5 separate regions of the Mus musculus genome follow, and all the other regions are linked to region 5. The links are chromatin contacts, called in public Hi-C, HiChIP or PLAC-seq and promoter capture Hi-C maps. All regions are on one chromosome and are shown on one strand. The core of a region is the stretch at or near the end of the contact, and the rest is flanking DNA. Distances in the headings are between cores, read along the strand shown.

Region 1 (5,148 bases), core at 2,060-4,559, 270 kb before region 5:
CTTTTGTTATACTTCTAATATGAATGGGAACCAACTCTAGTTGGTTCCCCATCACACATCCAAAGCATTGATTAGGAGAATGTGCCTTGAGGAGAACCAATAAGCACTGGGCAATAAAGAACCCCTAATCATCTATTGACTCTGATGGATTGACAAGACTCTTAAGTCTGATAGCTCAAGACGGCCTCACATGAACTTTAATTAAATATAAGATGGTTTATAATCTGTTTTGATATTACAGTAGAGTGATTTCATAAATTCATTGGTTTTGGTAATATTTGGAAAAAATCTCATTTACAGTGATAAAATTGTTATGAAGTTCTTTCAAAAAAAAAAAACCAAACCTTATTTCTTGCTTGAGATTTAGGTGAGAGGTTTGCCATGCCTAGGGCAAGTGTAGCCTGGTTAAGACAGAATAACTCATTCTTACCCCTATGGCTGAATAAGGGGAAGGATTGAAGAAACTGAATGGGAGGGTGACCCCATAGGAAGACCAGCAGTCTCAATTTACCCAGACTCCAGGGAGCTTCCAGAGACCGAGCCACCAACCAGGAGCATACATGGGCCAGTCTGAGGCCCCTGGCACAAATACAGCGGAAGTCTGCCTGGTCAGGCCTTAGTGGGAGAAGATGCACTTAATTTTTGAGAGATTAAGGGTCCAGGGAACAGGGAGGCCTAGTGGTCCGGGAGCACCCTCTCAGAGGCAAAGGAGAAGAGGAATGGAATGAGGAACTGGGCAGGGGGCAATGATGGGAATATAAATAAATAATAATTGGTTAGAAAACAAACAAACAAACAAACAAACAAATCTTGTTCTCCAAAAGAGGATTGATCTTAGACATAGCCTTTTGCCAACTTCAAGATGGCGGCTCCAGATTGACTGTCTGACACCAGGACCAAACATGAGTCATCTGAGGAACCTGCCATGCCTTTCCCCTCTCCTTGCCCCTTTGCATTGGGCAAGCAACTAAATTCACCTTCAAATCACCCATTAAGTAAAGGCTTCAATCTATTTTACCATGTAGCTATTGAGTAGTAATCACCCCCAAAATCTAACCTTACTTACTTTGTCCCCTATAATGACCCTTTACCTTAGTACTCAGACAGCTTAGAAATGGCCTTCCCTGTTGTCTCTGCTGGCTCAGGATTGTACGCTGAAAGAGTGGCAGTGCCTGGCAAATACAGAAGTGGATGCTCACAGTCAGCTATTGGATGGAACACAGGGTCCCCAATGAAGGAGCTAGAGAAAGTACCCAAGGAGCTGAAGGAGTCTGCAACCCTATAGGTGGAACAACAATATAAACCAACCATTACCCCCAGAGCTCGTGTCTCTAGCTGCATATGTAGCAGAAGATGGCCTAGTCGGCCATCATTAGGAAGAGATGCCCTTTGGTCTTGCAAACTTTATATGTCTCAATATAGGGGAATGCCAAGAAGTGGGAGTTTGTGGGTAGGGGAGCAAAGCAGGGGGGAGGGTATAGGGTACTTTCGGGATAGCATTTGAAATGGAAATGAAGAAAATATCTAATAAAAAATTGAAAAATAAAACTCAAGTGAGGAACGGCGAGATGCTTAAAGGAAAAGAATGAATCCAACCCTTTTTCTGGCACACAATGAGGTGTCTCATATACAGTAATCTGTGTGACTTTTCCCAGAATCAAGAGATGGAGAATGTCCAGGTGATCCAAGTTAAAATTAGCAAGACTGAAAGATTTGGTTAGGCTACTTTGTTAGTTATTTAACGGCCAGCATGGATCTCCAATTTCCAATCACAAGGCTAATTTCATTCTATTCAGAGGCTTTCAGATTGGGAAGAAATGTATATTTATTCCCCTTATTTAAACAAGCAACACTTATTTCTTGCATTATTTTGTATGTGGCACATGCATGTATGTGTGTCATGGTCCGTGTGGTCAGAGGACGGCTTGTGTGGGTTGATTGTCTCCTTCTGCTGTGTAGGTTCCAGGGATCAAACCCATGTCATCAGGCTTGGGGGCAGGTGCCTTTACCCACTGAACCATCTTGGCAGCCCCATACTCTACCTAGTCTTAAATGTAGGTTTTGATATTGTTAAGATGGCGAGACTGGCATATCAGGAGTGAAGTGTCATTGCAAAGAAGTGGTAGCTTTTTGCCAGAGGAAGGGCCATGCTAAGCCATCTGAGGCCACATGGAAGAGTACCAATCAGTCAGGAGGCAGACAGACTGAGAGGACAATGTGGGCAGGAACTTTTATTGTTTTTTGTTTTTTGTTTTTTTTTTCTCTTTGGAAGGAAGATATGAAACAGAATAATCAGGGTCAGCAGGTTTGGGAGGGGCTGGCATCCCTCATTTCAGTAGGCTCTGGGAAGTAGCAGTCATTCACCCTTTAGATACCTAGTACCTGGCCCAGAGGTACTTCGAATGAGAGGAGAATGCCCAAGTGTGGGAACCCAACAAGGCAGGCAGGCAGGCAGGCCAAGCTGGCTTCTCATACCTCAGAGGAGATGCTTGTTAATGGGAATCGGCTAGGCCTGACCAGGGGAGTCCTTTCTTGTTTCAGCAAAAGCATCAAAAACAGAATAGATGCCTTCACACAGCAGCTTTGTAGGCAGCAGAACTAAGTTGGGTTTTGTTGTTGTATTTTTGTTGTTGTTTTTATAAGAAGTGTCTAACCAGATGGTACCCAATCTGGATGAGTATGGGTGGGTGGATCAATGGACTAACATGTATCAAGGTTTAGTCTCCCAAATATCCATAATGCAGCTCTAATCCACACGTTTGCAACAGCGAGAGCTTCCCATTTTCAAGGTCAAGGGAAAGACAGACTCAGAAAGCGGCATTCACAGAACCCTGGGCTGACAACTTTTCCATTGCTTCAAAATGAGGACCCTGCAAAACAACATGCTGGAAAAGTTGCCAGCATGCGGTTGGCCATCTGGGAATTCCCACTGGTTGCTATTCTCTCCTAACTCTAGTGCTCCAACATCAGAGGGCAGCTGGTCACAAGCACGGAGTCAACTCCTTTCCAAAGTCAATATGCAGCTTCTGACTGGGTTAGCCGTATCGACTTCGGAGAAGAATGGGCGTGCACACCACGTGAGAGCACCACGTCTCTGAATGGGTGCTTTCAGGGCTTTGTTGGCAAGAAGCACATTCAAGAAAACCAGGTTGGTTCTCAATTCCCTTTTAAATAAATTATAAATAGCTGCTTCTGATACTTAGACATGTGGGTCCCAAATGGCTGGATAATTCATTAGCTTGGATGGAGAAAGCACATTTCTCTGTCAGTAAGCTGGACTCATCATGCCGTGACCCCCAAGCTGAGTCCTACCCAGGAAAGAGTACTGTGTTGAAACCTGGCTCTGCTCGATTCAGAATTTACTCTCTCTGGACTCCTGCGATTGGGACTTTTCCTTGTGGGGTATTTCTACAGAAACGCATCCCTAAGACAAGCTATTAATTGACAGAGTTTATTTATCCTATAGGTTTGATAATCCATCATCGGATTTCAGCACTTGCTTTGTGGGATCCCATCTCATCACTTGCTACAGTATATATTATTATTCATTATATAAGTTTGTTAACGGCGTATTTATTTGAGTGAGTCTCCCTCTAAATAAAGGGGCCTTATAAAGTTTTTTTCTTAAATAAAAGGTTTATTTTTACACCAGCTATTTGCTTTTCTATGCTAAACCTCTGTTGACGGCTCCAAGGCAACGTGCAAACCAAATTCCTATGTCTAACCAGGATGGGGGCTACTGGGAGGTCGATAAAAGCCTCTGCAAGGCCCCCCAGCAGGTTTGGGATTTTGCAACCCCGTCAGTCACTTTCTCATGGAGCTGGGGACAGGGTGGCTGATAGAGATTAGGAACGGGAATGGATAACTTTCTACCTACTGCACAAAAGTCTTTCAAATTAATGCAAGCATTAAATTGTCCCTGATTTTTGATATCAAGCAGATATTAAACTGTGTATGCCCCTTGGTGTTGGTACAAAGGCTTGTCAGCATTTCTGGCACACAGTGTCTAAGCCTCAAGGTAAATTGTTTTAAACCAAATTTTGTTGTTTCAGTTGCTTTTTTCCCCTCTTACACCCGTGTGTTATAACTTAAATATTTCCCCCCACTCCCTCCCCCAAAAAATGAATTTTGGCAAGCCAATAGTCCGTAATGTGGTCTAATGCCTTTGGGTATTTTTTAAGCATGCAAATGGCCAAGATATTTAGGTTCTTGAGGTTGAAAAACTGTGCACGCACTTTTAACAACTTTTTCGGCTGCATTTGGTATGCATATTTACTGCACATGTGCATTCTACGATAGGGGACTGATTAGACTCAAAAGAAGTTGGGGAAATACCAAATATGTGTTGCCAGGGGGGAATGCCACACGAAAATCTGAGCTAATGTATCCTCCTGCTTTTCTCTGGGGAGTAAGGGCTTGGGATGGGGGCTATGGTGCCGCTGACTCATTTTCACTCCTCCTTGGTACCACAAAACACTAGACATGACAGCCATGTCTAACCCTCATCCCCATCTCACAAGCACATGGAACCCAGAGGGAAGGCTAAGCATCCAGATCTTGGCCTTCTAGAGTCTGTCTCCTGCACTGCCGCCCTAGCCTGTGCCTGCACCTTGTGGACGTGAATCTTGGCTCTTCCATACACTGACGTACCCACAGACAGAACCAGCACCCTGAGCAAATATTCCAAAAATAATGAAAGCGCATTAGAGCCTAATCCGCTGTCCAGATCATTGAAAACTAACAGTTATTACCTCATTTGAAAGTAATTTTTAACAATTAGCTTAGGAAAGTATTTTATGATTTTTTTTTTTTGCTAGCCTTACACAAACTAAAACTTTTTCATATAATCAATTAAATCTGGCTGTGTAGCATCAGGCACTCATTAGGCCAGGCTGTTTGAAATTCATGTACAATATCTTCCTTATGGGGGTGTCTGCCGGAGCTTTCAAGCTTGTGCTGGGATGCTGGCAACATCCCCCAAACATCTCAGACACATTGTCTCCCTGAACCTGGGCTTTTTAAAATGGTGGTTAAACATGTTGTCTGCTTTAGTTTCCTGTCTATCTTCATCATGAGCCAGCACCTGTTTCCAATAAATTATACACAGAACTGTATCAGCAACACCTTGGCCACAGCTGCCACCTTTAA
Region 2 (4,731 bases), core at 796-3,295, 300 kb after region 5:
TTACAAACTTAGATTTGAGCAGCTTTCCAGAAGCTTTGCCTAGGAAGGCTCTTTGGATACTGACCCTACTGTGACAGAATACAGGTGACCAGTTGGTCAGCCATCAGTGCCAATGGCTTATGCTCTGCTCTGCCACTGTTCTTTACAAGACCCCAAACTGTGGAACAGAGAAATACTCAGCATGTGTAAATAGTTACATGAAAGAAAATAAAAGGCTTGCCACAACATCTTCAAAGAGCCGACCTTAATAGAAACACCGAATTTTTATCATTCCTTCAAAATTATTTCTCCTATTAATGTGAGCCCCTCCATCAAAGTTACACATGCTGGGTTAGTCAAGAGCTCTCCTCGCCTTGGGCAGCACATGCTTCTCCAAGTCTTCTCATGTAACCCTGTTGGCTACTGTGAATGCTACAAAGCCCACTTCAAAGCATGTGGGAGGCAGGAAAAGGATCTACAAGGCCAAGGGGAAAAAAGGACTCCGGGGATGGGCTAAGATACAAAATTTGGAAAAGAAGATGAAAGCATTTATGGACATCTTCACAAGGCTATCTACATCAGTAAACTGCAGATGAAACGAAATTATCAACAACAAGGAGAGTACACATCAGGTATCCTCATCTAGCTCCCTGTGTAGGAACTCAAGTGTCTTAAGAAGCAATGAGATGCTTTGGGGTCATTAAACGTGCATCAAGGCAACCCAGTTAGCATAAACCAAGCTAGCAGCATAAGAATATTCTCATTTTGTAAGTGAAAAACCAAGACAATTTAAGTTTGAAATTGGCAGAGAACCTACATATGATCTGGGATCAAAGCAAGATTTCCCATTGTGCACACTGAAGGGTTTATGCCACACCATGTATCAATTCACATTACTCTTAAATTTTGAAGTCTATGTCATATTTTATACTCTTCCCTCTCAATTCAGACCTACACTAGTAGGGCCTGGATAAAAAAAATACCTTTGAAATTCATAGCTCAGGCATGAAAAACTAAGATAAAAAAGAAACTTTGGCTGATAGTTGTTCTTTTGTTTTTTAGGGAGTTACATGGCAGATGCCATGCTATCAGAAACAGTGGGATGGGGAGTGTAGGCTCCTTATTTAAAAATCTGTACATAAGCTGGATAATGGTTCTGGCCAATTTTCTCTATGTCCTACATAGTGTGTTCAAGACACCACCTTCCCACTCAGACTCCCGAACTTAAGAGAATAGGCTAAAACTAATGGGTCCCAAGAAAGACAGAAAAACCATTTGACATGGTTGGGTATTTGCTGAGAAGACAATCCTGCCGCTGGTTTCTTAGACTGGCTACACGTTTCTCACCAATTAGTTTTTTCTACCTGGAGCATGCTGGTTAAAAGTCTCCCTTGACTCCATAGTACTCTAGACCCTTACTTCAGCAACTTCTAAGTCCATCACTCAGGGCAGTCCTTGTTAAGCCTGCTTCTACCATTACTGTATGAGCAATTCAAAGACAGATGCTTTGAATAATGAAAACAGGCATACCACATATTAATTACCTATGCTATCTGTTGAAATATTATTTGTTGAACCAGTGGGCACATGAACAAACAAGAATCTAACAAGTAGTTTCAGCTCCATGTAGGGTTAAACTATGGCAAAATGTCCCCTTAGGAGAAATATGTTTGGGCATGTGTTCTCTTAGAGGAAGTAGGCTCCTGGATGCATGGCTCTGTTGCCTGGTGTTGCATCAGAGCATGTCTGGCAAATGAGACCTTGCCTGTGTAATTAATATCATTGGTAGAATGACTTTAAAATGAGCAGATCGCATGGGTTTATTCTGGTAGACCCCCAGTGACTCACGCAACCACTTAAAAGCTGAAAAGAAAGCCACAAATATTCTGCAGGGACAAAGGCTACAGAGATTTGAAAGATAACAACTCTGCCTGCCTGGATGTCTTCAAGATGGGGAGCCCATGAGAAAATCAAGAGAAGGCAATTGATTCTTCCAAAACCATGAGCTTGGAGGAAGTGGCCACACCTGAGGTAAGAACCACAGACCCTGCCCCTGCGAACCCCTGAGTGGACCATGCAGCTCAGCTTGAATTCATCTGGCGTGCAGATAGCAAATCCAAGTATTAAGCTTCTATACTTGTGATAACGCGTCATGTCAGCACCAGAGCACTGGTGCAGAGCTCTCCGAGATGCAGCTGACCCCAATACAGGAAACAGTCCAGCCCAAACTGTTAAGTCTGAAGACTGATATGGGAAACAAATGGAAGTGGTCCGCATAAAGCATGTTCAGAGGCAGGTTTCCTGGGCACTCACAGCCCTAGTTATCGCGTCTGAAACTAGATTCTCGTCCACCAGCTCTTCATCGGCCAGGGACAGTAAGCCACAGTGCTCCCAGGCATTCTAAATCCCCCTCTGCCTTGCAGCCTCTTGTAGAAGAGGAACACACCTGATAAAACAAACGCTCAAAAGTCTAGAAACTAAAATCTGACCCCTTGGGCTGCTATGCATGTAGACAGTGGCTTACAGAAAGTGGGTAATGTTTAGCTTTCCCAACAGTATATCCCCATTGGGGGAATTCTTCCCATGTATCTGATGGGAGGGGCTTTCCATGTAAATAGTAGATGTAATAGATGTAGTTTCCCCACGACATCTCCCCTCACTGAAGTCTGCTTCTACACATGGCTGTATCTACTAGAGAAGCTCATCTTTTCCCACAGCTGCTGGGCATTGGAATTTACTAGTGATGTAGCTTTGTGAATATAGGCAATCTCTCCAGTGTGCCTGTATGTAGCCTCTCCCTACACCACTGTGCATGACTTTATCCATTCTGTGCTTATCAAGTTAAAGTCACATTGCAGACACAAAACATTCTTACTTACAAATGATGTTGGTGTTAACTCTCAGAACAAGAGTGAGACCTAGTACACAGTACCTAGGGAATATTTCAAGGATGCAAGTGACCTTTAGTTGGAACCAGTTGCTTTGCAGGGGCCTAGCTACCCATTAGATGAGACCTCGTTCCTACATCATTCCCATTGTTTTGAGAGAATTCGTGCCCTACATGTCCTCAGAAAAACGACTGCGATCGCAAAACAAATAGGTTGTCATAGAAAGAATGGATTGTTCTATGCCATGATTGAGTCTGAAAACAGTGCTCCAGGTAAACCCACACAGGAGTCATGACATATGACGTCACCATGGGCAGGCAAAGCTGGCCAGGAAGAACTCTCTATACAAGCTGGAATGGATTTGAGACATTTTCTGGGGTCACTTCCCTTAAGAATATGGCGAGGTTCCTCAGAATATTTCCACTCTTCTCAAAGGGGAGGTATGCAAGACAGAAGGGTTTCCACTGCCACCCGATGGCCTCTCTATACTATTTCTTAGCTCTGGACAAAGCATTCTTCACAAAGTCCACATTCACTCTCACTAACGTTACTTCCCATTTTGCCCATAGTGAAGCTGTGAGTTCAGATCAGCTGCCCAGAGTCAGGAAGGGCTGAGGTTGGACCCACAGGCTTATGCTCTGCTGGAAACATTTCCTGTCTTTACAGGTTTTCACATTCAGTATGCACACTGTTGAGGATCCAATGCCTTGATCTTTGCAGGAGCGTTATAAGCAGTCTTCTGCATTCTCTCAGCTCTAACCTGTGCTAGAGCATGCTTGGATACCCTTCTGTGCTCACACAAGGAATGGACAGTCCTTAGCTCACCAAATCCTTCCTTGACTGCTTCATTCTAGAAAGCAATTCAGCTGGCAAATGTGAGATTTATGTTATAAATAGCTTTGAATCAAATTTTATATACCTAGAGGAGAAAAAAAACAAAGCAAAACAAAACAAAAACAAAACAAAACAAGCATCTCCAAACGTCTGCTGAGGCATTTCTGGGTCCTGGAACAAACTTTCGTGTCCTCCTATTTTATTAAGTTTACGTACTCTATTTACTAGTGGTTCTGTGATTCAAATGTGTCCTGCCAAAAGTGTGCTGTAAAATTAATCCCCACATGCACAAGTACCCAAAGGTGGATCTGTATCAAGAGCCTTGGACTCTTCCTAGACTGTGGCAGCCCTCAGTGAGTGTCAGTCTCCTCAGCAGCACCGCCTTTGTACTTTTTCCCAGTTCTGTATTATTAGTGGCACACTCCCAGCCAATGGGGACACACCAGGCCCAGCTAAGTCAGGATAGCTGCCTTCCAGTTCTCTAACTGGATAACATCTTAGACTTGGCCTCCTATACTGACCCTTTGAGCCAGCCATCTGATTGCTTGTCACCGCCTCTTTCATAGGGCACCAGACTTCTGGGGGATCGTTACTAAGATTTAAGGTCTGCATGATTAGACTGTCGAGTAGAATTCTCTTTTCTTTGGCAGAACTGCCAAGACCATCTACAGCTGCCCTGGAAGAAGACTAAAACCTGAATGTTTCAGTTCATTACAATGACTTTGGTGAAATACACAGTCTGTGAAACAAGCTTCACACTCAGAGCCTGGTACTCACAGTTAAGTCAGCCTGATCCCAGCTACATAGGAAAAAATATGGTGTAGGACCTTTGCCATCACCAGACTAAAGCAGGCTAAAGAGACCTAACAATCCAGAGCAGTTCCTTTCATTTTGATGTTGAAATGAGCAGTACCAACATTAAATTATCTCAGGATCAAATATTGACCAGTTGTTTTTACTGACCAAATGTGATTATACAAACAAGATATCTGTAAAATAAATAATGTAATGCTCCAATCACCTTTTTTTC
Region 3 (4,865 bases), core at 424-2,923, 260 kb after region 5:
GAATGAATCTATTCAGGAGCTCCAAGCTCTGGACATAGCTGGGACCCCAGAACAGTAAGCAGACCCTGTGGATCTACAGCCCAGGCAGCCAGAAGGGCAGAAAGCCCAGACTCCCACAGACCCACTCAGTGCCAGGCTCAGAGTGGCTTATTATTTCAGGGCTACCAACTAGTATGAAAAGGGACACCTTTCCCCTTGAAAGGCTAGAACATGCAAGATGGATGCATAGAGAGGGGACAGTATCCAGACCCAATGAAAGGGTAACTGTGATGGTCAGTCCAGGAGTACAGATTCCAAGCCACTAGCACATGGCTTCATTGCTACTATGTCTGCAGAGCGTGGATTGAAAGGCTGTCATAGACTCCAGAGGCAACAGTAAGGCAGCTGGCTCAACTTGCCCTTGCTATCCTGGCTGCAGGAACCTTGCAACAGTGAGGAAAAAGAGACATGATCTCACATGACAGACACCTATCACTGCTCACAGTCACCCATCCTTCTGCCCCCAGCTTCTATTGAATGGTTCAACTGCCAAGAAAATAAATCTAGTATCCTTTCAGGAGTGCTTTAACCAGACGTGCTAGTGAAACCAAGAGTGTCATAAGCCAGCAACAGCTGGGTCTCTCTGTATAGGCCTGGCTATCCTGGAACTCATGCTGTGGACCAGGCTGGCCTTGAACTCACAGGGATATGCCTGATGCTGGGATTAAAGACATGCATCGCCACCACCCAGCTTCATTTTCTGCAAGTGACAATTTCATTAATGCCAGTCTAATATTTCCCTTACCTGGCATGTTCATACCCCACCCCATCTAGACACCAGCCAACAGTGTTAGTTTTCTTTAATATATTCTAAATTTAGAACAGTACTAAGCGTAAAGAAGACCCCAAAGCAACACCTATGCCACAGACACAGAAGGTGGTTGGGAGGTTCTGGTTCAATAATAATAATGGTGGTGATAAAATAAACCAAATTGTTGGCAGGTGCTCCCAGGAAAGGTGATTTGGGTTAAAAATATCCTGGGATCATTGTGTGCACACAAGGGAAAACTTTAAGTTTGTGTTTTGGTTCACTGAACACCAGGGATGTACTGTAAGGAACAAAGATTACAGAGGAAAGAAAGTGGCCTTTGTGTATATTCTTATCCAATTTGAGATTCTTGTCATTTCAGTCCCCTCCCTCCAAATCTGGGCTGCTACCCCTGCCTGATGCCCAAATTATTCTAACTAGAAGTCCATAATCATAATCTTAAAAAAAAAGACACAAACATCCTTCTGGTTGTATTGCCAAAGCTGAGAATAGTAATTAACCTCCACTGCCTTTTGAGACCCTCATTTAACCCATACTTTCAGTATGTTATATTCAGACTCCAGAAGGCCTGATGAGGTAGGGTCCTTACTCTGAGGAAAGAGACAAGAGGACACAACCTCAGAGTCTACAGTAGTTCAAGAATCAGCCTGGTTGGCAAAGAAATCCATAGGATTTCATGGAGAGGTACTGTCAACCTAAGTTCTTGTAGTAAGAGTCCCACAGACCATACATTCAGGCACCTAGGGAAAAATATCTTCCCAGAGCTGTGGCCTGAAAGAGAGCAAAACCACCCAGAGACTCCTCGACCCCATGGTCTTTCAACAGTTTCATAATACTGCAGTCCCTGGTCTCTTGGCTTTCCTGTAACCCTACACTATCTATCCTCTAGGCTCTGCTCACTGAGTTACAGTGCTACTGCCTCGGTTTGTGGGCAGGGGGAAGAGGGAGAGGAGTGTGTGTGTGTGTGTGTGTGTGTGTGTGTGTGTGTGTGTGTGTGTGAGAGAGAGAGAGAGAGAGAGAGAGAGAGAGAGAGAGTTGTGCTTACTCTACAGGTGTGACTCTAAGATGCAAGGCTTCCTTTTGAGGTAGTGGGGGCTCTCTTCAGATCTTTGGCCCTAAGCATGGGTGGCTGCTACCAGGTAATGGGTACAGTCTGGCCCAGTGGTTGACAGGCAGCTTTCTTCATCCCTGGTGAACCAGGGGAACATAATCTGCCTTTTCAGCGAGCTTCCTTTACTTCCCATTTAAAAAGCAAGCCCTTCATTAATACTGACTAATTACTAGTATTTGTTTGGACAGAGTTAGGAGAATGACACATGTTGCCAGTTTAGGGACATAAAACACAGGTCCATTTCAGTTCTTGCCTCATTAAATTTGTTTTAGGTCAATGCTTACCCCAACAGGGATTTTATTCTCAAGTACAGCTAGAGAACACATTGTTTTCTTCACTGGACGTTTTAGGACAGCCAAGAGCCTGGTAAAGCAAAATTCTGCTTTCTCTGAAAGGGCCCCACGTGTTCCCCAGCTGCCAGTCTCCCCACTCAGCTTCTAAACTGCCCACTGTCATGGGATCTCTGTCTTTAATTTACAATTTCCTCCTTCCCCCACTGACTAATGGTAAAAGGAATAATGGGTGGAGAGAGAGAGAGAGGAGAGAGAAGAGAGAGGGAGAGAGGGAGAGAGGGAGAGAGGGAGAGAGGGAGAGAGGGAGAGAGGGAGAGAGGGGGAGAGGGGGAGAGGGGGAGAGGGGGAGAGGGGGAGAGGGGGAGAGAGGGAGAGAGGGAACGAGTGATGAAGGAGATTGGATAATTGAGGAAGGAGAGACCTGGACAGAGAGAACACACTAAGTCTGCCCTAACCAGGCCTGACCAAATATGTCCAATGGGAAGACTCTTTCCCTTCCTGGTCTCTGTATGAGCTGGGGCAGACCAGAGTCCAGGGGAACGAGAACCAAGGTAACCTAGATGATCCACCTCTGGTTAGGGAAGAGCGGGCAGGTGATCCTGGGCAGCAGGGATAAGGGGGACAGCAGAAGCAGTCTGGTAGTAGCCTTTGCCCTGGTCCATGGAGGTAAGACATAGACTAGTTTCACCTTGAAGCTGGGCCAGAGGGGACCCTGCCTGAGGGTCTGCATATGGCAGAATCTTTTAGTTATCATCTCCTCAGAACGTGTGTTCTAAAGCTAATAGTTTTCCAGGTGAACTCCAATTACCACAGGCACACAAGCTAGCTAAACTGGGCTTTCATTTGTGCTGTTCTTTCAGGCCCAGAAACATCAGATGCAGGTACCTGCATCCCAGATGGAGGGAAAAGAAATGAGTACAGTTATTGCCAAAAGAGACAGACAGATGGAGTCTTCACTGCCTCCAAAATTCTCCCAAGCTTAGGAGGTAGAGCTAGTGACCTGGGCTCTTCACCCAGACTTCTTTAACCGGGGACTGTCCTTTTGTCTAGGTAGTAGCTCTTCCATTAATAAGGAGAAATTGGGAGAACACATACATAAAAATAGCACAGTGCCAGACACACCCAACACACATACACATTATTATTATTAACACGGTAGACAGAGCTAGTATTAGTTTTAGTACCAAGTGCAGTCTTTCTGTGAATGTGACTCCATTTGGATGGAGAAGACTTAGGAAGCAGTGGAAACATCCAGGACATCCTTGCCTCCATCTTTTCTTGAACCTTTTGTTTACAAGACAAATGTTTCTCTTTTCTTCTTCCTCGCCTTTCCCCAAGAGCAGTTAACAAAAATTAAAGCAACAATACAGCATTTCAGAAAGAAAAGTGATTTCTCCTCTTGGACAAGGGCACTTGGTCCCCAGTTTGTATAAGATATCAACAAGTCAAGACATCAAAAAGGATCTCTGATTAGCATGACAAACATGGGACTTGAGTGTAGCTTCTAAAAGTCACACAAACCAGGTTCTCAGGCCACACCCTGTTGGGAACAGCTATTCCCAGCCAGAATAGGAAACAGATGCAACCATAGTAGGAAAAGCAAATCTCAGAGTGCTCATCAAGCCATACCCCAGCCACACCCAGGGCACACCTGGCCCGGCCATCTCTAGAAGGTCAGTCTAGCAACAGAAGTGGACACGCCGGCACCCACCCAGACCAGGGAAGGAAGGCACAGTACAGCTTTGAGTCTACCCTGGGCTTATCTACCGCAGCCTTCCCTGTGGCTGGAAATGTTGTTCATTACCCAGAAACCTGGATTTACGTGGGTTAATTTACAACTTGAAGATGTGATGTTCTGGAGCAGACTAGACTTTGATTTACAGTACATTTCCTACCGGCATGAGTTTTTATACACCAGGCTTTTGCTGATCCTCCAACCGACAAATAGTGCTCGGCAATCATACACTGTTGGCCAAACAAGCTGCAGTACACACTTTTGCCCTTAATCCTGTATATAAATTTTACTTGTTACACTTGTGTGGTTCTCCTCCGAATGAGTCTAGGAACACAGTGCCCATTTGGCGTGTTGTTTATCATGGTAAAATGTGACATAATTGACTATTTCCTTGGTGAGGCACTTTTTATAGCTAGTTTTTATAAGGTTTCTTGATTTTTATTTTGAAAAGGGAATCAAAGCTTTCAGGGGCTAAAAACATCTTGATGGTTCTTTGAATAAGAATGTTGGTATTCTTTCGATGTAATGCATGCAAGTGACTGTGGAAAATACGGCTTAAAATTTTACCCAGAAGAGGTTTTTTTAATTGGTGCCATATCTTTAAATGTGCAAACTACATACAAGTAAAGGAAACTGGGCACATACTCACACACAGGAGAACCCGGGATCACATTGTTCCTTAACTCATGACAGTATAAGTGTAGCGATGTCGGCTGCACCAGCTTGTTTGGGGAGCTCTGGCTGTGTCCGGCACTCTACTTTTGACATCATTTGGAATGGTATGATGAAGAAGAAGTGAAGAAATGAGGAGGACGGATGAGGCTGAGAGGGAGTATTTTATAGATCCCTAATGTGAACACATCATGGAGCTAATATATAATGTCAAGTTATTTAATTCATCAACATTATCTTCAAAAC
Region 4 (5,015 bases), core at 2,104-4,603, 320 kb before region 5:
AAGGCTTTTCTGAGGATGCTGAAGTCAGCAGTGTGAGTAGGTGTTGACTTATTAAGGAGGAAAGGGAAGGGTGTTCTAAAGAGAGGAAAGGCTTTGGGGTCCTGAGATCCAAAAATCTTCCAGAGGAGGCAATAGGAATGGGATGCAAACAGTGGGTGAGCAGCCCAAGCAGAGCCCTATAGCACAGATGGAAAAGCAGAGCACCGGGGCTGGCTTCACGAAACCCCATCCCCCTCACCCCCCGGCTTCACCTAGCAAAAGCAGCTGCGCTGTAGCTCCTCACGCAAAAGTGGACGTTTCTGGAAGATGTTTCACATTGTTAAGCAGGCTTCAAGGGTTTCCTAGATGGTTCCTTTGGCCAAGTATTAAGAACATGCTGATTTTTGATAGCACAGTTCTCTATCCTTGATTGAGGATTCGATGAATGTCTAAAATGCTGTGACCTAAAATACAAACTCCAGGGTAAGGTCTTCTTAGAGAAGCTCTTTGTTCCCTGCCTTTGGATAAATTGTATGGTGTCTTGCTTATGGGAACTGTGAAAGGAGAACTCCAGAATCGTCGTGTAGGCAAGAGAAATAACATTTCTCTGGGTTGTCACCAAAACCAACAAGCACCATGAAGGGAAGAAAAGGCCTCCATGAGAGGAATGGAGGCTTCTTTTCCCAATGGCAAGGTTTGCATGAAAGTGACAAGTGAAATCAGCCCCCAGGCATGTGGAGGTGCCTCGTGAAAGCTAGAGTCTAAGATCTTCCTGTATGCTCTCCATGCAGAGGTCAGCATTACTCCTAAGGTTAAAACACACACACACACTCACACACACACACACACACACACACACACACACACACACACACTCACGCACACACACACACACACACACTCACACACACACACACACACACACACACACACACACACACACACACACGACAAAGCCTCACCTCCTTACTCTCTAAGCTTTCTTCTCTGTAGTTCAAACTTGCACAGATTTCTGTTTTCAGAAGAAATACACAGACCCACCCACTTTCAGGTGACTCATTTTAGAAAGCTCACTTGCCAACAAGAGGAGAATCTGGTCTGGGAGTTGAACTATGCCACCAAGGGTAAACTCTTTCCTGCTGTGTTTGGTACCTAGACCTCCAAAAGAAGTGCTCAGCATCCTTAATCATCAGGGAAATGCAAATCAAAACAACCCTGAGATTCCACCTCACACCAGTCAGAATGGCTAAGATCAAAAATTCAGGTGACAGCAGATGCTGGCAAGGATGTGGAGAAAGAGGAACACTCCTTCATTGTTGGTGGGATTGCAAGCTTGTACAACCACTCTGGAAATCAGTCTGGTGGTTCCTCAGAAAATTGGACATAGTACTACCGGAGGATCCTGCAATACCTCTCCTAGGCATATATCCAGAAGATGTTCTAACTGGTAAGAAGGACGTATGCTCCACAATGTTCATAGCAGCCTAATTTATAATAGCCAGAAGCTGGAAAGAACCCAGATGTCCCTCAACAGAGGAATGGATACAGAAAATGTGGTACATTTACACAATGGAGTACTACTCAGCTATTAAAAAGAATGAATTTATGAAATTTCTAGGCAAATGGATGGACCTGGAGGGCATCATCCTGAGTGAGGTAACCCAATCACAAAAGAACTCACATGATATGTACTCACTGATAAGTGGATATTAGCCCAGAAACCTAGAATACCCAAGATATAAGATACCGTTTGCGAAACACATGAAACTCAAGAAGAACGAAGACCAAAGTGTGGATACTTTGCCCCTTCTTAGAATTGGGAACAAAACACCCATGGAGTTACAGAGACAAAGTTTGGAGCTGAGACAAAAGGATGGACCATCTAGAGACTGGCACATCCTGGGATCCATCCCATAATCAGCCCCCAAACGCTGACACCATTGCATACACAAGCAAGATTTTGCTGAAAGGACCCTGATATAGCTGTCTCTTGTGAGGCTATGCCGGGGCCTAGCAAACACATAAGTAGATGTTCACAGTCAGCTATTGGATGGATCACAGGGCCCCCAAAGGAGGAGCTAGAGAAAGTACCCAAGGAGCTAAAGGGATCTGCAACCCTATAGGTGGAACAACATTATGAACTAACCAGTACCCCGGAGCTCTTGACTCTAGCTGCATATGTATCAGAAGATGGCCTAGTCGGCCATCAGTGGAAAGAGAGGCCCATTGGTTGTGCAAACTTTATATGCCTCAGTACAGGGGAACGCCAGGGCCAGGAAGTGGGAGTGGGTGGGTAGGGGGGTGGGGGGGGTGGTATGGGGGACTTTTGGGATAGCATTGGAAATGTAAATGAGGAAAATACCTACTAAAAAAAATAAAAAAAAAAGAAGTGCTCAGCACAGCATCACACAGTAAGGGCTGCTGTGTACCAAGTGCTATCAATGGCTTCTTGCCTATTTGCATACAAGGAAACAAAAAATGGCATGTTTTTGCATAAACTGAGACCCTGCCCCTTCACTCTGATTGGGTCAAAAGGAGTCACATGCCTCCCCCTCAGGCCAATAAGTCTCCTTGAAAAATGTCCATGTTCTTATTGAACTAAATAAGATTTACCACCCCCTCCCAGGCTCTAGTGCTTTCCTGACTACATTGGGTATGCATTCAGAAGCAGAGAAAGGAAGGGATGTAGGGAAGGCAAATGGACTGTGTCCTCCAAGCAGTGAGCTCCTTTCTAGAAAAATGAGATGACTTTATAGCTCTCCGAAGCTCCACTTCATTCATCCATCCACTCACTCGCTCACTCAGTGAATATTTATTGGGTGTTTACCCTGCATGGGGAGCTAGGGAAGCTTATTGAGGCACCTCAAGGATTTTTCAAATACCTCTGCACATATTTTTCATTCACTTGCCACATGTGGAGGCAAGTATCCACAGAAAGAGGCAGATGCATTCACGTGGCACATTTTAAAAAACCCATGTGCCTAACACTCAGGTCTCACATTTAGATCTTCATAAATCTGGATTCCATGGGGACCAGGTCATGGTATCATTTCTGGCCACTGTCGAGGAAGATTTACGATGGTTGTTTGCATGACCCAACCATATGCTCCGGCTGGGGAAATCGTCTGGTTAGCCTGCTTTGACGTATGTATTGATGACAAAGAAAGTTACACCACACCACAGGAAAAAGACAACATAAAAACATCCCACCATTTATCAGTGAAGTGCCTGCAGAAATAATGACCTTGGTAAAAATCAAGAGATGATTAAAAAGAATTAATGGATACTTCATGAAAAAGATGTCAGGGTGGGAGGGTCTGGAAGCCAGCTGTCCTAACATTTCTGGGGCCCAAGGTGCATTTTATTGGCTCTATGAAGTGCATGCTTTTAGCCCCACAGCAGAAGACCATGAAAGGCAAGCTGACAGCTAGTGCCCTCTCTCCTCTTAAACCCTTTCGAAGCAGAGCTTCAGGCTTGAGAACAGCAGATTTTCAAGCAGACTAGATCTTTTCCTCCACGTGACCTGAATAAATTGCAACATTCTACATGGTGTCCAGAGAATGGACCCTTTAGGATTATAGGTCAAGAAACTTGGGAGATTCCAGGATAAAGGCAGGGAATGAAGGAGGCAAAATGCATCTGTCCCTGGCTGCCTCCTTGGCAGAGACAACACTGCTTGTATCCTGTAGGTGGGTCTGGAGAGTAAATGAAGCTCTAGATCTGAACTAGTCAAGGAGAGACTAGAGATAGCAAATGATTACTAGACAGCATCATAAGTAAATATCGTATTGTTGTTATTGTAAGTAGTATGTACAGGAGTATGTGTGTTGGGGTGGGGGGAGCAGCATGTGGGGATGAATGCCTGTGCACTTGGGAGGCTAGAGGAAGAGGCTGGATATCCTGTTCTAGTACTGTGCCTTAGTACTTGAAAGAGTGTCTCTTGCTGAATCCAAAGAGTCCGGCAATCCCCAGTGATCCTCCTGCCTCTGCCCCTACAGCAGGGACACAGGCACATGTGCACAGCTATGCCTACCTTGCTTTATTATTTTTTAACATGGGAGCTAGGATCTGAACTCAGGTCCTCACACTTCTACAGCAAACACTCTTACCCACTGAGCCATCTTTTTAGAATGGGGAAATTTGAAAAGTGAAGCCTTCTATACTCTGGTGGAGGGAACAACTACACAGCTCCCTACCCAGTCAGAAACCATAGATGTGCACACTGAAAAACATGGCTTTTAATTTACATAAATGAATAAATGAAATGTGTACCCTGTATGTATGTATGTATGTATGTATGTATGTATGTATGTTCTGTAAATACTAAGGCAGGTGTTTTGTTTATAATAAAAATTACAGTCCCTGGCATCAAGAAAGTAGCCATGATGGACCTATGAAAGGGCAATGCATGAAACCCATTCTTTGACTCCCAGAATGATCATGGGCCTGCCCCTGGCCTAGTCAGACCCACTAATTCCCTTTGTGCTTGTCACCCACATAGCAGCCAGCATCGACTCCCCACATACTTAGTTGCTTAGTACCTGTAAGTACGGTGGACCTCAGTTGGTCATTTCTTTCAGGAAAGAGTTTTCCATGTACTAGATACCTAGGTTTTCTCTGTGTTCCTCAGTACCAACCCCTGTTATTCTGCCCACACACCTAGAATGGCCATAGACCATGACTTGGGGTGTAAGGCACCCCTGGATCTTGATCTTTGCTATATCCCCTCATGCAGTGCAGCATGGGAGATACATATGTATTTTTGAAGTGACTGGCTATTTAATCAGATGGATGCAGAGTGGAAAGGGTATGACAAAGGAGCTAATTGGGCTTCTTTTAGACTCTCAAGTATCAGATTTTCTACACACTGACAAGTTATAGGCGCAAACTTGAACACACTTCAGCTCAAAATTTACTGGGTTCCACAAGAGACTGAATAGTCATTGGAAATCCAAGTGAGTATTTGTCCTATGTCTAATCTGCACTGGTTTTCTGCAGTGAGATGTAGTTCTTCCCTCTGTCCCATTTCCACATGG
Region 5 (4,852 bases), core at 2,016-4,515:
CCCAGGCTCCCAGTGGCGAAAAGGAAGATGGGAAACTCCCAGATCTCTGTTCTTGAAGAGATGGAAATTGAACAGTGTTCTCCAGTCTGCTCTTTCTCTGAACCAAGAAGACCGATGGAGAAACTTGAGGGAGAAGAACTCTGTCGCTGGAACAAACTTGGTTCTCCGGCTTCAAGAATGGCAGAGAGAAGACAATGAAGAAATGACCAATGTCTGCTTAAGGGGGAGTAGACAAAAGAAGCGTTGCTCCCCATCTTTAGGGCCTGGGCCCAGCTGAGCTGTACCTGTCCCACTTCATGAATACACGTGGTCAGAGCACATGCAGCAGGCAGAAATAGCCAGTGAGATAAGCCAGAGGTTGTCTGGAGCTGCAGTCAGGGTAAGGAACCTGAAAAATTCCCGAGTGACCCAGAATTGCCAGGAGATCGGAGAACAGTAATAGTCCAGGAGATAAACTTCGGCTCTTTTCCTAAGCTTCAGCGATGTTCCCCCAGGGTTCTCAAGGACCCACACACAATTACCTCGAGTAACTGAGCACAGAGTCATTTGTCTAAAACAGTTGTGTAGCCCCAAGAGAGAGTGAGAAATCAAAGATCGGTTCACTCCCAATCTTTACAGGGGATTTTTTTTTTTACAGACGAAGTTCATAAATGAAAACAAAATCACTGTTTTTGTTTCTGTGTTTAATGGATGAAGAAGCAGAGGCTGAGAGAGGGAAACACAACAAGCATCCAGGACCACAGAAAGAATTGGTGAGACAACCAGGGCCACACCCGAGGCCTTGTACTGTGACACTCCCTCACCAGTGACCAGAAGGGTCGAAATCCTTAGTCCAAATTGCCCAAGGCCTCATTGCTGGGTTACACCTATGGCTCTTTTCTATTTGAAGCTCGGGGTAACACAGATTGTCCCCTGGCGGAGACCTTAGAAGGGTCTTGGTGGGAAGAGTGGGGCTGAGTTGTCTCCAGGGGTGCAAAGTTGAAGGACTGGGACTCAGAGAGGCCTTATTTCCAGATGGCCAACAGGGGGCAGCCGGCACCGCGCGGCCGGTTAGAAAGGCCGCGTTAAAGCTCAAGAGTTTTGCCGGCACGTAGCGCGCCCCTTGTGCACAGGAGCGCTTTGGAAGGGAAGACCAGGGTCTTGGGCTGGACCTCCTTTGGAGGATCTAGGGCCGAACCGCCAAGACTAAAGCCAGCTTGTCAAAAACTGATCTCCAGCTCCCCAAGTCCCCAAAGCAAAGCAAGGGTCCCAACGCGTCCTCTCATACCCTACTTTCCGCCATTCCTCAATTGCTGGGTACTTACAACATTGTCTCCTCCAAATCCCCCCCCCCCCCGCAAAGCCTCGCCTGATGGAAAATGTCTTGAAATTAAATCTGGCTAGGTGTGCTAATATCGTCAAGACAGCAGATGCTGAGGAGGTACGACCTCATCACCCGACCCAAGTTATTTCCCAGGAGCGAATTGTTCATTTAAAGTGAGACCACGGAGCTGTGGCTCGGACAGGGCATAGAGGGTAAAACAGGGCCTTAGAAGCACCGGGGTTTAAAACCCTTTCTTTGAAGAAAGAACGTTGTTTGCTTTTAGGAAACAGCTTCGTACCGATCTTCACCTTACTCCCTACTAGAAAGCTGGAAATGAGAGGTATGAAGTATAAATGGAAATTGTTATCGAGGCGTGGAGGATAACCGAAGGAAAAGTTGTTTGGAAAATTGCTAGTTATATTTCAAGACGAAACGTTAACTTTTTTGTAAAAGTGAACTCTCGGTGACCCTCAGAGTGTGTGACTCGGCTTTAACATACAACTGACAATTAAAACAAACACGAGTTCACAAACTAACCCCCGCCCGATCTCGAAACGCAGAGGCCCTAGAGTCTCCAAAGCACTAGGTTGACTCCGCTCAGGGGGCAGGATTAAAGCCACTAGGACCACTACTCCCCGCCCCCAATGCTGCAGTAAAGGACCTGAGCTCACCCAGAGGCCGCTAATAAAGCTAATAACGCGACCCTGCTCCCCGCGCGGGGTGCGCTCTGGCCCCCCGCCAGGCACTCTTAAAGGCACAGGGGCCGGGAACGCTCGGGTTACTCGACCTGGAGAGCCGGGAACTGGGCCCTGATCGGAGGTTGGGGGTGGGGTGTGCGTTGCTCTAGGGTAGGTGGCCCCTAGTTTCCTTAGTCTCGCAGCCGTTTCTCCTAACACAGTCCTCATCCGGCCTCAGAGCTTCAGCCACACAATCTCCGCGTGCCGGTGAAATGAGCGTTTGATATATACTTGATGAATCGAATCATTATCCAGTCACTGAAATACACGTAGTAAAACTACACTCCAGTTCTCGAGGTAAAAAGGCGCGCCGCCTGTGACCCGAACTGTCTTTCCTGCCCTCGCTCTTCTCCATAGTTGAAAAGGTTTGAAGAATAGCCGGTGCAAAAAGTCTCCAAGGACGCAGAGGCAGTGTCCCCAGGGTAAGGGACGAAAAGATAGGAGTCCCTGCCGGCGATATTGGAGTTTAGCTTTCTCCAGGCAGTTAGAGAAATGGAGAGGATAGGGATAGATTGAAAGAGTTCAGTTAACTTTGAAAAGGGGGGGAAAAAGTAGGGAGCGTCCGTGCGCACAGAACACTTACCTTCATGGCGAGGGGGAGGGGGCACGGAGAGGAAGTCGCCACCCGAGCGAAGGCGGCCGAGGAATTCAAGCGAAGCGTCGGGGTTAAGCCTTGGGGGACAATCCAAAGCAGGGCTGCGGAGTCCTCCTGGGCGCGTCGGGTGGGCGCAGCGACCCGGAGCGGAAGCGAGCACTGGCGCCCGGACTCGGGCAGAGGAGTTGGTATAGCGTGGAAATGTGCCCAGGAACCGAGAGGGCGCCGGCGCGCGCGGGCGAGCAGCAAGCGCAGGGCCGAGCGGGGACACAGTGCAGGAGCCGCGGGTCCGACGAGGGCGCGCAGGCGACTGTTCCGCGGCGAGGCGCTCCCTCTCTAACGTCCATCAGCGACGGCGGTAATTAGGGCTTTCCAACCCCAAATGTGGGCGTGATTGTGCAAAAGACTTTACAACAAATAATAAAAAAAATTCTTCACAAGAAGGTGAAAAAAAATGCCCCACTACTCAACTGTGGCCCGAGGCGGGGAAGGAGGGGGGGCAATCCCTGTGCCCAAGATGCCCCCAGTTCATTCACACCACGAATTCTGCAGACTCCAGGCGGCTCACGCCTCCTGATTGTCAGCTCCTCCTCTCTGGGTCTGTGGCCGAAACGTCTGCTTCCAGGGACTGCTCCTGCAGCTGAGTTAGCTAGTGAACCTCTGTGTACACACAGACACACACCCAAACACACACACATACACACACACAAACGCACACACACGCAGACACAGAGACACGCGCTCACACACACACACAGACACACACACACACACACAGAGCAGCAGCAGCGGCGGCGGCTATGGGACCACAGAACAATCAGGCACGCATGGTTTTTTCTCCGGGAGATGCCGCTGAAATCGCACAAGTCGCCATCAGAGCTGCAAGAGTCAGCGCCAAATTTTGTCCTTTCATTTTAGAGTCTGGCAAAAACCAGGCGCAAAGAAAATGGGTTCAAGGCAGCCCTGAACTTTCTGCCGCTTGGTGGCTTGAGCGGTTGATGGACAGCTAGCCTGTGGGGGAACGTTGGCTTCCCCCTTCTGGTCCCCTTCTTTCTTTCTTCCTTTCTTCGGGTTAACCTTCTTCTTTCCACCCCCCCGCCTTTCCAGAGAGAACAGAGCGAGAGGACGGAGGGCGCAGAGCTCCGCGGTGGCGACTCAACTCCAGAGGTCCATGGCGGCCGAGGCTGCCCACCTCCTCGGTCGCGGCCGGGGTCCGAGGGGCGGTCGTGGGGCCCGGCGGAGGCCGCGGAAGGAGATGGCAATGCAGCGGCCGCACAATCCGGACTCCGGACGGCGGAGGCGGTGCCTCGGAGCCTGCAGCAACTTTCCAAGCGATGCGGTGCCCCACAGACTGACTGGCCCAGCGAGGGGACCGCGTGCCCCCCACCCCCGGCCCTCCTGACCAGCTCCCTCACTTTCGCCCTCCCTCTCTCCAGACTCCTCTTTCCCTTGGTGTTCTCAGCGAAAAAAAAATATTTTTAAAGTTGCAGAACCAAACACGGCTGGAGAGGCAAAGGGGGGTGGGGGGGGGAGAGAAAAAAAAAGTCAACTTTGCCTATGCGCATGCGTGATGAGGCTGTCCTATGACAAACTTCTCAGGATTTTAAAGCTGTACTACGGGACAGGGTGCCTGGAGGCGGGGTACGCTCCCCCTTGGGCCCCCTCCTCAAGGCTCCCCATCCCCCAGGCATCTGTATAACGAGGTTCATTTCACTGCTGTTGCCTGCCTGCCTCCTGATCGGCTCAGCTTCTTCCAAAGCCGTCGACCCGTTTGGGGGTCTGAACCTCAACTTTCCGATCCGGACCCCTTGGCTCAACTGTCCCCAACTGCATTTACTGGCACCTCTACAGAAAGGACCTCACTGACATGGATCCTGGTTGGGTTGGGATGTCTCCTTGCGCCCTGGGCTTAAAGCCCGGGCTTGGAGGGTAGAGTGGGCTCGTGCATCTTGCAAAGTCCCTGGTGTCAGAGGTTTGCTAGACAGGACTGTTCCTCACCCCAACGTGGCCAGGCAAGAGTAGAGGTCATGCTGCCGATATGGATCTAGGTGGTGGCTCTCAGGGTGAGAAGACTGTGAAGTTTAGGTGAACCGGGGATCCAGACTCCAGAACTTCTAGACACCTCTAGATAGCTGAAATTGTTAGGACTTCGATTGGATAGAGTGGATGGATAAGCACCACCCTATCCTCCGGTATGCCACAGGTGGCATGCTCAAA

The links. Promoter capture Hi-C pulls out the DNA fragments that hold promoters and counts their contacts. Hi-C and Micro-C count contacts between places; a contact is called where the count stands out from the background. HiChIP or PLAC-seq counts read pairs in DNA pulled down with a chosen protein or histone mark.
Region 1: a promoter capture Hi-C map of liver shows a contact between it and region 5, with 2.3 times the contacts expected there. The contact joins the enhancer-like site here to the promoter of Wnt5a in region 5. A contact is called at or near these places in 7 of 39 promoter capture datasets (the 3T3-L1 cell line, 3T3-L1-derived adipocytes, frontonasal cranial neural crest and 3 more), 1 of 484 Hi-C or Micro-C datasets (cerebral cortex) and 2 of 115 datasets of contacts at active chromatin or transcription factors (craniofacial prominence and embryonic limb bud).
Region 2: a Hi-C map of the N1E-115 cell line shows a contact between it and region 5, with 13 times the contacts expected there. The contact joins the enhancer-like site here to the promoter of Wnt5a in region 5. A contact is called at or near these places in 11 of 39 promoter capture datasets (the 3T3-L1 cell line, 3T3-L1-derived adipocytes, embryonic stem cells and 5 more), 1 of 15 datasets of contacts at CTCF or cohesin (the NIH/3T3 cell line), 3 of 484 Hi-C or Micro-C datasets (the N1E-115 cell line, embryonic fibroblasts and nephron progenitors), 11 of 115 datasets of contacts at active chromatin or transcription factors (craniofacial prominence, embryonic forebrain, embryonic limb bud and 8 more) and 3 of 9 other capture datasets (adipose tissue, embryonic stem cells and embryonic trunk).
Region 3: a contact with region 5 is called in an H3K4me3 HiChIP or PLAC-seq map of embryonic limb bud, with 4 times the contacts expected there. The contact joins the enhancer-like site here to the promoter of Wnt5a in region 5. A contact is called at or near these places in 7 of 39 promoter capture datasets (3T3-L1-derived adipocytes, embryonic stem cells, frontonasal cranial neural crest and 4 more), 1 of 484 Hi-C or Micro-C datasets (embryonic limb bud), 7 of 115 datasets of contacts at active chromatin or transcription factors (cardiomyocytes, craniofacial prominence, embryonic limb bud and 3 more) and 3 of 9 other capture datasets (embryonic stem cells, embryonic tail and pancreatic islet).
Region 4: a contact with region 5 is called in an H3K4me3 HiChIP or PLAC-seq map of embryonic limb bud, with 2.9 times the contacts expected there. The contact joins the enhancer-like site here to the promoter of Wnt5a in region 5. A contact is called at or near these places in 5 of 39 promoter capture datasets (the 3T3-L1 cell line, maxillary cranial neural crest, pre-B cells and 2 more), 1 of 484 Hi-C or Micro-C datasets (embryonic fibroblasts), 5 of 115 datasets of contacts at active chromatin or transcription factors (craniofacial prominence, embryonic hindbrain, embryonic limb bud and 2 more) and 1 of 9 other capture datasets (embryonic stem cells).

Annotation. Positions count from the first base shown.
Region 1 is chr14:28,775,877-28,781,024 of GRCm38.p6, reverse strand. Gm35217 (a long non-coding RNA gene) reads left to right here. Exons shown (of 4, transcript XR_383318.1): 3 at 2,957-3,148; 4 at 3,467-3,651. Among named protein-coding and RNA genes, the nearest start is that of Gm35217, 20 kb to the left of the region's middle. Within about 2 kb of position 3,309, at least 5 of the 459 cell types and tissues checked have an H3K27ac peak or open chromatin away from gene starts, as enhancers often do. A contact at or near this core is called in liver, where this site is marked.
Region 2 is chr14:28,203,480-28,208,210 of GRCm38.p6, reverse strand. All of the region lies in intron 16 of Erc2 (ELKS/RAB6-interacting/CAST family member 2), which reads right to left. Among named protein-coding and RNA genes, the nearest start is that of Gm52097, 180 kb to the left of the region's middle. Within about 2 kb of position 2,045, at least 1 of the 459 cell types and tissues checked has an H3K27ac peak or open chromatin away from gene starts, as enhancers often do. A contact at or near this core is called in the N1E-115 cell line, where this site is marked.
Region 3 is chr14:28,237,654-28,242,518 of GRCm38.p6, reverse strand. All of the region lies in intron 16 of Erc2 (ELKS/RAB6-interacting/CAST family member 2), which reads right to left. Among named protein-coding and RNA genes, the nearest start is that of Gm52097, 140 kb to the left of the region's middle. Within about 2 kb of position 1,673, at least 5 of the 459 cell types and tissues checked have an H3K27ac peak or open chromatin away from gene starts, as enhancers often do. A contact at or near this core is called in embryonic limb bud, where this site is marked.
Region 4 is chr14:28,825,364-28,830,378 of GRCm38.p6, reverse strand. No RefSeq gene overlaps it. Among named protein-coding and RNA genes, the nearest start is that of Gm35217, 29 kb to the right of the region's middle. Within about 2 kb of position 3,353, at least 3 of the 459 cell types and tissues checked have an H3K27ac peak or open chromatin away from gene starts, as enhancers often do. A contact at or near this core is called in embryonic limb bud, where this site is marked.
Region 5 is chr14:28,503,886-28,508,737 of GRCm38.p6, reverse strand. Wnt5a (wingless-type MMTV integration site family, member 5A) reads right to left here and starts at 3,265. Exons shown (of 5, transcript NM_009524.4): 1 at 2,624-3,265. The coding sequence starts at 2,629.